2 separate regions of the Capra hircus genome follow, and region 2 is linked to region 1. A link is a contact called in public Hi-C data. All regions are on one chromosome and are shown on one strand. Each heading gives the region's core, a stretch centred on a gene start, on an enhancer-like site or on the middle of the called end of the contact. The rest is flanking DNA. Distances are from core to core; before and after follow the strand shown. Region 1 has its middle 7.3 kb from the start of CMTM6. Region 2 has its middle 12 kb from the start of CNOT10.

What was found. Hi-C and Micro-C count contacts between places; a contact is called where the count stands out from the background.
Region 2: a contact with region 1 is called in a Hi-C map of blood, with 6 times the contacts expected there. The contact joins two enhancer-like sites. A contact is called at or near these places in 3 of 5 Hi-C or Micro-C datasets (all in blood).

The regions. Positions count from the first base shown.
Region 1 is chr22:6,850,021-6,854,164 of ARS1.2, reverse strand. No RefSeq gene overlaps it. Among named protein-coding and RNA genes, the nearest start is that of CMTM6, 7.3 kb to the right of the region's middle. Within about 2 kb of position 2,499, at least 2 of the 5 cell types and tissues checked have an H3K27ac peak or open chromatin away from gene starts, as enhancers often do.
Region 2 is chr22:6,995,153-6,999,701 of ARS1.2, reverse strand. No RefSeq gene overlaps it. Among named protein-coding and RNA genes, the nearest start is that of CNOT10, 12 kb to the left of the region's middle. Within about 2 kb of position 2,346, at least 1 of the 5 cell types and tissues checked has an H3K27ac peak or open chromatin away from gene starts, as enhancers often do.

The DNA.
Region 1 (4,144 bases), core at 1,250-3,749:
GAAATGGCAACCCACTCCAGTACTCTTGCCTGGAGAATCCCAGGGACGGGGGAGCCTGGTGGGCTGCCATCTAGGGGGTCACACAGAGTCCCCCTAGAGTCAGACACGACTGAAGCGACTTAGCAGCAGCAGCAGCATTCCTTGGCTGTTGCAGCCCTCTGCTGGTGTAAATGAAATGAGATTGACGATATGATTTGCTTAGCCTCTAGGCTAGTTTTTGTTTTTGTTTTAATTGGAGGAAAATTGCTTTGCAATGGTGATGGTTTCAGCTGTACAACAGCACAGATCAGTCTTAATTATACATATATTCCCTCCCACTAAAGCCTCCCTCCCCTCCCCTATCCTGTCCCTCTAGGTTGTCACAGGGCACAGGGTTGAGCTCCCTGTGTCAGACTGCAGGTTCCCACTTTCTGGCTGTTTTGCATATGGTTATACATGTGTGTATATATGTGTCTCAGTGTTGTTCTCTCAATTCATCCCATGCTCCCTGGGTTGGGAAGACCCCCTGGAGGAGGAAATGGCAACCCACTCCAGTACTCTTGCCTGGAGAATCCCATGGAGGGAGGAGCCTGGTAGGCTACAATCCATGGGGTTGCAAAGAGTTGGACACGGCTGAGCGACTTCACTTCACTTCTCCTTCCTGCAGTGTGTGCACAAGTCTGTTCTCTGTCAGCATCTCTGTTGCTGCAGATAGTTCATTAGTATCATCTTCTAGATGTTGTATATACGCATTAATAGATGATATTTGTTTTTCTCTTTCTAACTTGCTTCACTCTGTATAACAGGCTCTGCTGCTGCTGCTATTGCCTTCTCCAGTAACAGGCTCTAGATTCATCTAACTCACTGGAACTGACTCATATTCGTTCCTTTTTTATGGCTGAGTAATATTCCTGTGTGTGTGTGTGTGTGTGTGTGTGTGTGTGTGTGTGTGTGTTCGTCTGTCAATGGGCATCTAGGCTGCCTATGTGTGTGTGTGTGTGTGTGTCTGTGTGTGTGTGTGTCCGTTTGTCCGTCGATGGGCATCTGGGCTGCCTGTGTGTGTGTGTGTGTGTGTGTGTGTGTGTGTGTGTGTCTGTGTGTGTGTGTCCGTTCATCTGTCGATGGGCATCTGGGCTGCCTCTGTGTGTGTGTCTGTGTGTGTGTGTGTGTGTGTGTGTGTGTGTGTCCGTTCATCTGTCGATGGGCATCTGGGCTGCCTGTGTGTGTGTGTGTGTGTGTGTGTGTGTCCGTTCATCTGTCGATGGGCATCTAGGCTGCCTGTGTGTCTGTCTGTGTGTGTGTCTGTGTCTGTGTGTGTGTGTGTCCGTTCGTCCGTTGATGGGCGTCTAGGCTGCGTGTGTGTGTGTGTGTGTGTGTGTGTGTGTGTGTGTGTGTGTGTGTGTGTCCGTTCGTCCGTTGATGGCCATCTAGGCTGCCTCCATGTCTTGGCTGCTGTAAATAGTGCAGCAGTGAACAGTGGGGCGCATGTATCTTTCAAAATTGCAGTCTCCTCTGGATGTATGTGCGGGTGTGGGGTTGCTGGATCATATGCTGGGATTTTTTTAGGTCTTGAGGGGCCTTCGCAGGTCTCTCCATAGTGGCTGTTGCCAGCTTACATCCCTGCAGCAGCATCGGAGGGTTCCCTTTGCTCCACGCTGTCTCCACTTTTGATGGTTTTAGATGCTTCACTGATGACCATTGGGACTGACGTGAGGTGATGCATCTTTGCAGCTCTTTTTAAAAAATGTACTTATTTTTGGCTGTTGTGGGTCTTCGTTGCTGCGAGGGCTTTCCTCCAGCTGTGGAGAGCGGAGGCTGCTTTCTGGTTGTGGTGCACGGGCTTCTCATTGTAGTGCCTCTCTCGTTGCAGAGCACGGGCTCTGGGGTGCACGGGCTTCAGTAGTTGAGGCACGCAGGCTCGGTAGTTGTGGCTCACGGGCTGAGTTCCGTGGCATGTGGGTGTCATTCCCTCCCAGGTCAGAAACTGAACCCATGTCTCCTGCATTGGAAGGTGGATTCTTTACCCCTGAGCCGCCAGGGAAGGCCTGGCCTTGTGGTTTTCATTTTCGTTTCTCTGTTAACAGCCGTAAGGAGGGCATGGCTTCCCACTGCAGTACTCTGGCCTGGAGACTCCCCACAGACAGAGGAGCCTGGTGGGGGACAGTCCGCAGAGTTGCAAAGAGTCGGAGACAACTGGGCGACTAAGCACAGGACGTTAATAGCCAGTGGGTTCTCTTTTCCACTACTTTTCTTTTCAGACTGTGTGAATGAAATTTGCCTGTTGAAATTGGCTTCTTGAAAGTCAGCCCTGTTTTGCATTATTCTTCCAAGACCTACTGCAGGACATTTCTTGAGAGTGGGTGCCGATTCCAGCCTCCCAGGGTTGAATAGGAAGTGCCCATGAGCTGCAGGTTTTAAAGTGTTGTTACAGGAAAGGGCCACGAGGCGGCAGCACTTTCCCACATACAGATCTGGTTACCTGGGCAGCCAGACGCTTGGGAAAGTCGCGTTCCCGGGTTGCCCAGGAGAGCGGAATGCGAGAGAAGAAAGGCTCAGGGACCTGTGTGTCATTCCTCCTTCCCTGTTACCTTTCACCCCATGGAGAAATGCCAGGCCTTGCAACACCGCTCTGCCAAGGGTGCTGTGGTCTGTAGGTGTGGGGACTCAGGACGGAGGGTGGAGGTGGGAGCCCAGTACCAAGACGCGAGGAGGAGGGGAGACCAGGTGACTTTACGAAGCTCTTCCAGCCCAGGAGGATCCGCAGATCTTTGGGTGAAGTAGGCTTCCTGTGGCTTTTTGTGGGCCTGCCTGGCTCTCGAGATTGTGGTCCCATCAAGAGGGGAGCGGCAGTACAGGTCCAAGGGGGCTCATTTGCTTGCACATCCTCCGTCAGTCCCATGAGAGTCCTCCAGACGCAGGCCTGCTCGGCCCCAGGGATGTGACGCCCACCTGGGTCCCTGAGGCCTGTGGGGAGTGTGGCTGGCTCTGCTTGACTTAGTTTTTCTTTTACATGAGGTGGAGTCGATCTACAGTGCTGTGTTTGTTTTAGGGCCACTGCCGGCTGACTCACTTGTGCACACATGTAGCTGTCTCGATTTTTGGATCCGTTTCCCATATAGGTTATTACAGGAGAGTTCAGTTGAGTTCCCTGTCCTATACAGTAGGTCTTTCTTGATTATCTCTTCTGTATATAGGACAGTGTATCTGTTAACCCTAACCTCCTAACTCATCCCTCCCGCCCCTGATTTCCCCTTTGAGAATTATGCATTTGTTTTCTAACTCTGTGAGTCTTTTTCTCGTATAAATTAATTCATTTGTATCAATTTTTAGATTCCGAATGTAGGTGATCTCATATGATGCTTGTCTTTCTCAGTTTGACTTACTTCACTAAGTATGATCTTGTCTAGGTCCATTCATGTGGCTGCTGATGGCATCACTTGATCTGTTTTTTTATGGCCAGTATCCCACTGTATATATGTAGCTGCTGCTACTGCTAAGTCGCTTCCATCGTGTCCGACTCTGTGCGACCCCACGGACTGCAGCCCACCAGGCTCCCCCGTCCCTGGGATTCTCCAGGCGAGAGCACTGGAGTGGGCTGCCATTGCCTTCTCTAATGCATGAAAGGAAATGTGAAAGTGAAGTCGCTCAGTTGTGCCTGACTCTCAGCGACCCCACGGACTGCAGCCCACCAGGCTCCCCTGTCCCTGGGATTCTCCAGGCGAGAGCACTGGAGTGGGCTGCCATCGCCGCCTCGGTACATGTGGTGCGCCCTCTTCTGCGGTTCCTCTGTCAGTGGACACTGGTGGCTCCCGTGTCTTGGATGTTGTACACAGGGCCGCACTGAATGTTGGTGCGCCTTTTCAGATTCTGTGTTTCTCTGATGGTAGGTCCAGGACTGGGGTGGCTAGATCATCAACTAGCTTTATTCTTGGTTTGTAAAGAACCTCCTCACACTGTTCTCCAGACTGCACGTTACCAATTTTCATTTTCATCAGCCTGGAAGGAGAGCTCCCTTTCCTCCTCGGGGTCTCTGCATTTATTGTCTGTAGATGTTTTGCTGATGGCCATTCTGACTGGCACAATGTGATACCTCCTTGCAGTTCTGATTCTCATGTCTCTTAATAATAGCTGTGTGGAGCATATTTTCCATTAAAATTTTTTTTTC
Region 2 (4,549 bases), core at 1,097-3,596, 150 kb before region 1:
GGAGTAAGCATCTTTTAATTTCATGGCTGCAGCCACCATCTGCAGTGATTTTGGAGCCCAAAAAATAGATAACTAATAAGGACCTACTGTATAGCACAGGGAACTCTATTCAATACTCCATAATGACCTCTCTGGGAAAAGAATCTAGAAAAGTGTGGGTATGTGTATAACTGATTTGCTTGCTGTACAGTAGAAACTAACACAGCATTATAAATCAACTATACTCCAATAAAGAAGAAAACATTGAATATAACAAAAAAACCCCAAAGTCATACAGTAGGTAATTTTCACTTGTCAAACACTCCCTTCTCGTACTTTCCCTGGCAGCCAGGTATAACCACATAACTACTGCTTTAAAAGGTTGTTGCATGTCTTTTTCTCTTTTCTCCCAATTCTCCATCCTACTGTCTGGATTGTAAATGTGATGGCTGGAACTCCAGCAGCTATCTTAGACCCTGCAGCCAAGGTCTTTGGGGTAGAGGAGGGTAAAGCTTAAAGAACCTGCATTCCTAATGATATCTTAGACACTCCATACCAGTTCCAGACAGCTCCAGACTGTGTGTGTGTGTATGCCACGTGCAAGATTTATTCACTGTTAATCTGAATGTTCTATCACATAATGCTGAAACATAATGCTCGTAAACATAATGCTGAATCACATAATGCCAATCTTAACTGCTTCAGTTTCTACATGAAACTAAGGAATAAATCTGATTTGATTTTTGCTTGTGTCATCTAAATTTACTATTTCATTATGTACAGTCCTACGTAAATCCTGTAATAACATAGAATGAAAACTGTTAAGTTTATGTTAGAAATTTTGGTATTGTGATATCATCAGGGCTAATATGTTGGTGTTCATGTGTATGTTCACGTGTATTATATAATATTTTGTAACAAACGAGAAGCAGAAGGAGCAGAAAAATACTGTTCTAACAGTGCTTCTTTGGGGGATGTGACCTAGTCCAGGAGTCAGGAGACTCAGAGAAAGCCTGAAGAAGCTAGATCTGAAAGGTAGAAATGAACAAGGATAGGGAACAGCAGGTGCAAAGGCTTGTGGTGGGAGGGATCCTACTGAGTGTGAGAGATGGACATAGACTCCCTGTGGCTTGAGTAGAGAGAATGAGGGGCAGGGAGGAGTCAGACAGGCCGTATTAAGAGTTCTGTTTGTTTCCTGTGCCCCAGGGATCACTGTCCTTTATCACCTGATTGCTTGGGCTTCCCGGGTGGCGCTAGTACAGGAGACGTAAGAGACGTGGGTTTGATTCCTGGGTTGGGAAGATCCTCTGGAGGAGGGCATGACAACTCATCCCAGTATTCTTCCCTGGAGAATTCCATGGACAGAGGAGCCTGGTGGGTTGCAAAGAGTTGAACATGACTGAAGCGACTTAGCACGCATGCTCATCTAGTGTTTTAAAAACTGTTCTTGTTCATGTATTTTTGTCCTGTTGTTTTCTCTACCTTATCCTCAATGGTTACTTAGTATTCCATGGTATCAAGTGTGTCCTGATTTATCTAGTAAATCCTTCACAAAGATCGTTGAGATAGTTTCTGATTTTCTGGTATTTCACCCAGTCTCACAACTAACATCTTTACACATGAACCTTGTCTTCCGTTGCACAGTAGCTGTGCAGACACAGTTTGTCCACAGAAGGGGCCGATGGAAGAAAAGCCAAATGTGGATACTCTTTAGGTAAATTAAATAAGACTTCTCTCTTATGGTCATTTTTCTTTCCAGAACTGCTGTCTGTCACTCCAGTCAACCTCCTTCAGGAATGCCCAGTTTATTAGGGAGGTCAGTACCTGTAAATCCCTGTTATGAATTGTTTCATGTTCTTTGTGTTTAGGACTGCTCGGCCATTGCCAGTTAAGAGGTAACATTAAGCAACTGTTTTATTTTGTAATTGATTAATATAAAATATTTATTTCTTTGTCTGCACCGGGCCCTAGTTGTGGCACTGGGAATCTTCGCTTTTTCTTGCATCATGTGGGATTTTAGCTGTGGCATGCAGACTCTTAGCTGCAGCGTATGGGATCTAGTTCCTTGATCAGGGATTGAACCTGGGTCCCCTGCACTGGGAGCTAGGAGTCCTAGCCCCTGGACTACCAGGGAAGTCTATAAACAACTGTTTTAAATGTCTCTGGACCTTCTGTGATGGAGAGGAGGCTGTTCTGCCCCACGCAAGTAGGACAGCCTCATTTCCTCCCTGGGGCTTGTTGGCTGCATTGCTGAGTGTTATTAGTTGGCGCCAAGGGAAGGAAAGCCAAGCCCAGTCATCCACTGGGTAAACTCATGTGTTTTTTATACCTGGGGGATACAGAAGGAACTGAGCAGCCAGAAAACCAGTTGATCAGCAGCATTCTGTGGGAGGAAGAGAAGTGCAAGCTTCAGACTCTAAACAGTCTCACCGTAGATGTGTGTGCTGGAGGCAGAGTGAGGTGCAGATGGGAACGTCTGGGTATCCAGGGTCACGTTCAGCCTCCAGGAAGTCAGCAGCCCCTCCTGGGCCTAGACTTCTGTGTGTTTGTATCAGCCTGGGATGTGCTAGGCCAGGTGACTCTCACCAACACACCAGATAAATCCTATGGGATTTCACTGTGGGGCACCCTCAGCGTGACTGGTCATCACCCTGCTGAATCTCAGTAAACACGGCCTGGTCCATGACATTCCTGAACTCAGAGCTGTGGTTGCAGAACAAGGCTCAGTGCCTCGTAGTCTCGGGGATCATTCATTCACCAGCTCCTTAGACCTGATCAGCGGCCTGGGTGCAGGCATTCCAGTTCAAAACCTAGCAGCATCTTTCACCGTCCATTCTTGAGGAACCTACGCCCATGTCTACAGCCACTGCTGCGCTTATTCCAAGATCTTATTACACTAAACCTCAGAATTGGCATTGAACCTGGTCCCCGACTCTCCATACATCTCCCACAAAGGTGGCTGTCATTACAGATGTACTGGACAGAGTGAATTTAGACCTTTGGGACAGGTGTGTATACCTACATCCCGGGCTTCCCAGGTGGTGCTAGTGGTAAAGAACCCGCCTGCCAGTGCAGATGTGAAAGACACGGGTTTAATCCCTGGATCAGGAAGATCCCTTAGAGGAGGGCATGGCAAGCCGTTCCAGTATTCCTGCCTGGAGAGTCCCACCGGCAGAGGAATCTGGCAAAGGGTCGGAATGACTGAAGCAACTTCGCATGCCTATTAGCTAACTTGAAAACATAAATTTACCGCTGACCGCTAGGTGGCACCCCAGCACAAGTTATACTGTTGTATGTTTAGTCTCAGCATTTTAAGACCAGTTGCTTTGAGAACGTGTGATCTGACCTAGGTCATACCTCCCTTTGGAGTGTCAGGTTTAAACATTGTGGGTCCAGTTCCAATGTGAATTTCAAGAGCTTGGGTGAACGATAAACACAAGTAACTGTGTAGTGAGTCTGGCTGCGACCTGTCGCTCTGCTCTTTCAGTCTGTATTTGTTGAATTAGCCACTGTCTTTCTGTAGAAATCTCTCTCTGTGACTTGTTTCTCTCCGAATCTCCAGAGACGCTGGTGCATGCCAACCTCATGTCTCTTCCCCCGTCTCTCCTCCTCAATCCAGACGGTTCGGTCTCAGAGCTTTGGCAACCTGGAGTACGCCTTCTACCTTTGCCTGTTCGTTTATCAATAAAACGGGGAAGAGCAATAGGACCCCAAGTCCTTTTGCTTCGGCGGTACAGTAAGTCCCCTACATATGAATGGATTCCATTCGAAGAAAGCATTCATAAGTCCAACAAAGTTAACCTAGGTACCCAACTAACACAATTGACTATACAGTACTGTATTGTAATAGGTTTACAATACTTTTCACACAAAAATACATAAAAAAACAGACACAAAAAATAAAACATTTTTAACTTTATAGTACAATATCTTGAAAAGTACAGTAAGACACTATAATACCTGGCATACAGGGGCTGGCATCAAGTGAACAGGCAAGAAGAGTTACTGCCTGGAGGAGGGAGAGGAGGTGGGAGATGGTAGAGCTGAAGGGTCGTCAGGCTGCAGTTTCACACATGCCTGATGTTACTGGCAGGGGAACCAGATGCAGGTTTGCATCTTTGGAAGTTTGCAACTTGAAGGTTCCTTCATAGGGGACTTAGTGTACAAGGAGGCCAAGACAGCACTGTTACTATAGGAAGTCATGCACACGCAGACAAGTCAAGGGATTTTCTCCTGTGGGTAACTTTGATTGTTCTGGCTCTTGGCTACTGTTTAATTCCTGTGGTGACTGTAGCAGTTGAACTTCGCTCAGTTGCAGCAAATGCTGGAAAGTCAGACCCAGCTCTCTCTGTAGCTTGTCCTGTGCACTTGCAAGCAGACGAGGCTTGCTTTATTTCACGTCCCTGCCATTAGGAAATAGTTTTTTAGTTGAAGTATAGTTGATTTACAATGCCCTGGAGAAGGAAATGGCAATCCACTCCAGCACTCTCGCCTGGAAAATCCCATGGACAGAGGGAGCCTGATACGCTACAGTGCCTTCCCTAGTGGCTCAGACAGTAAGACGTCTGCC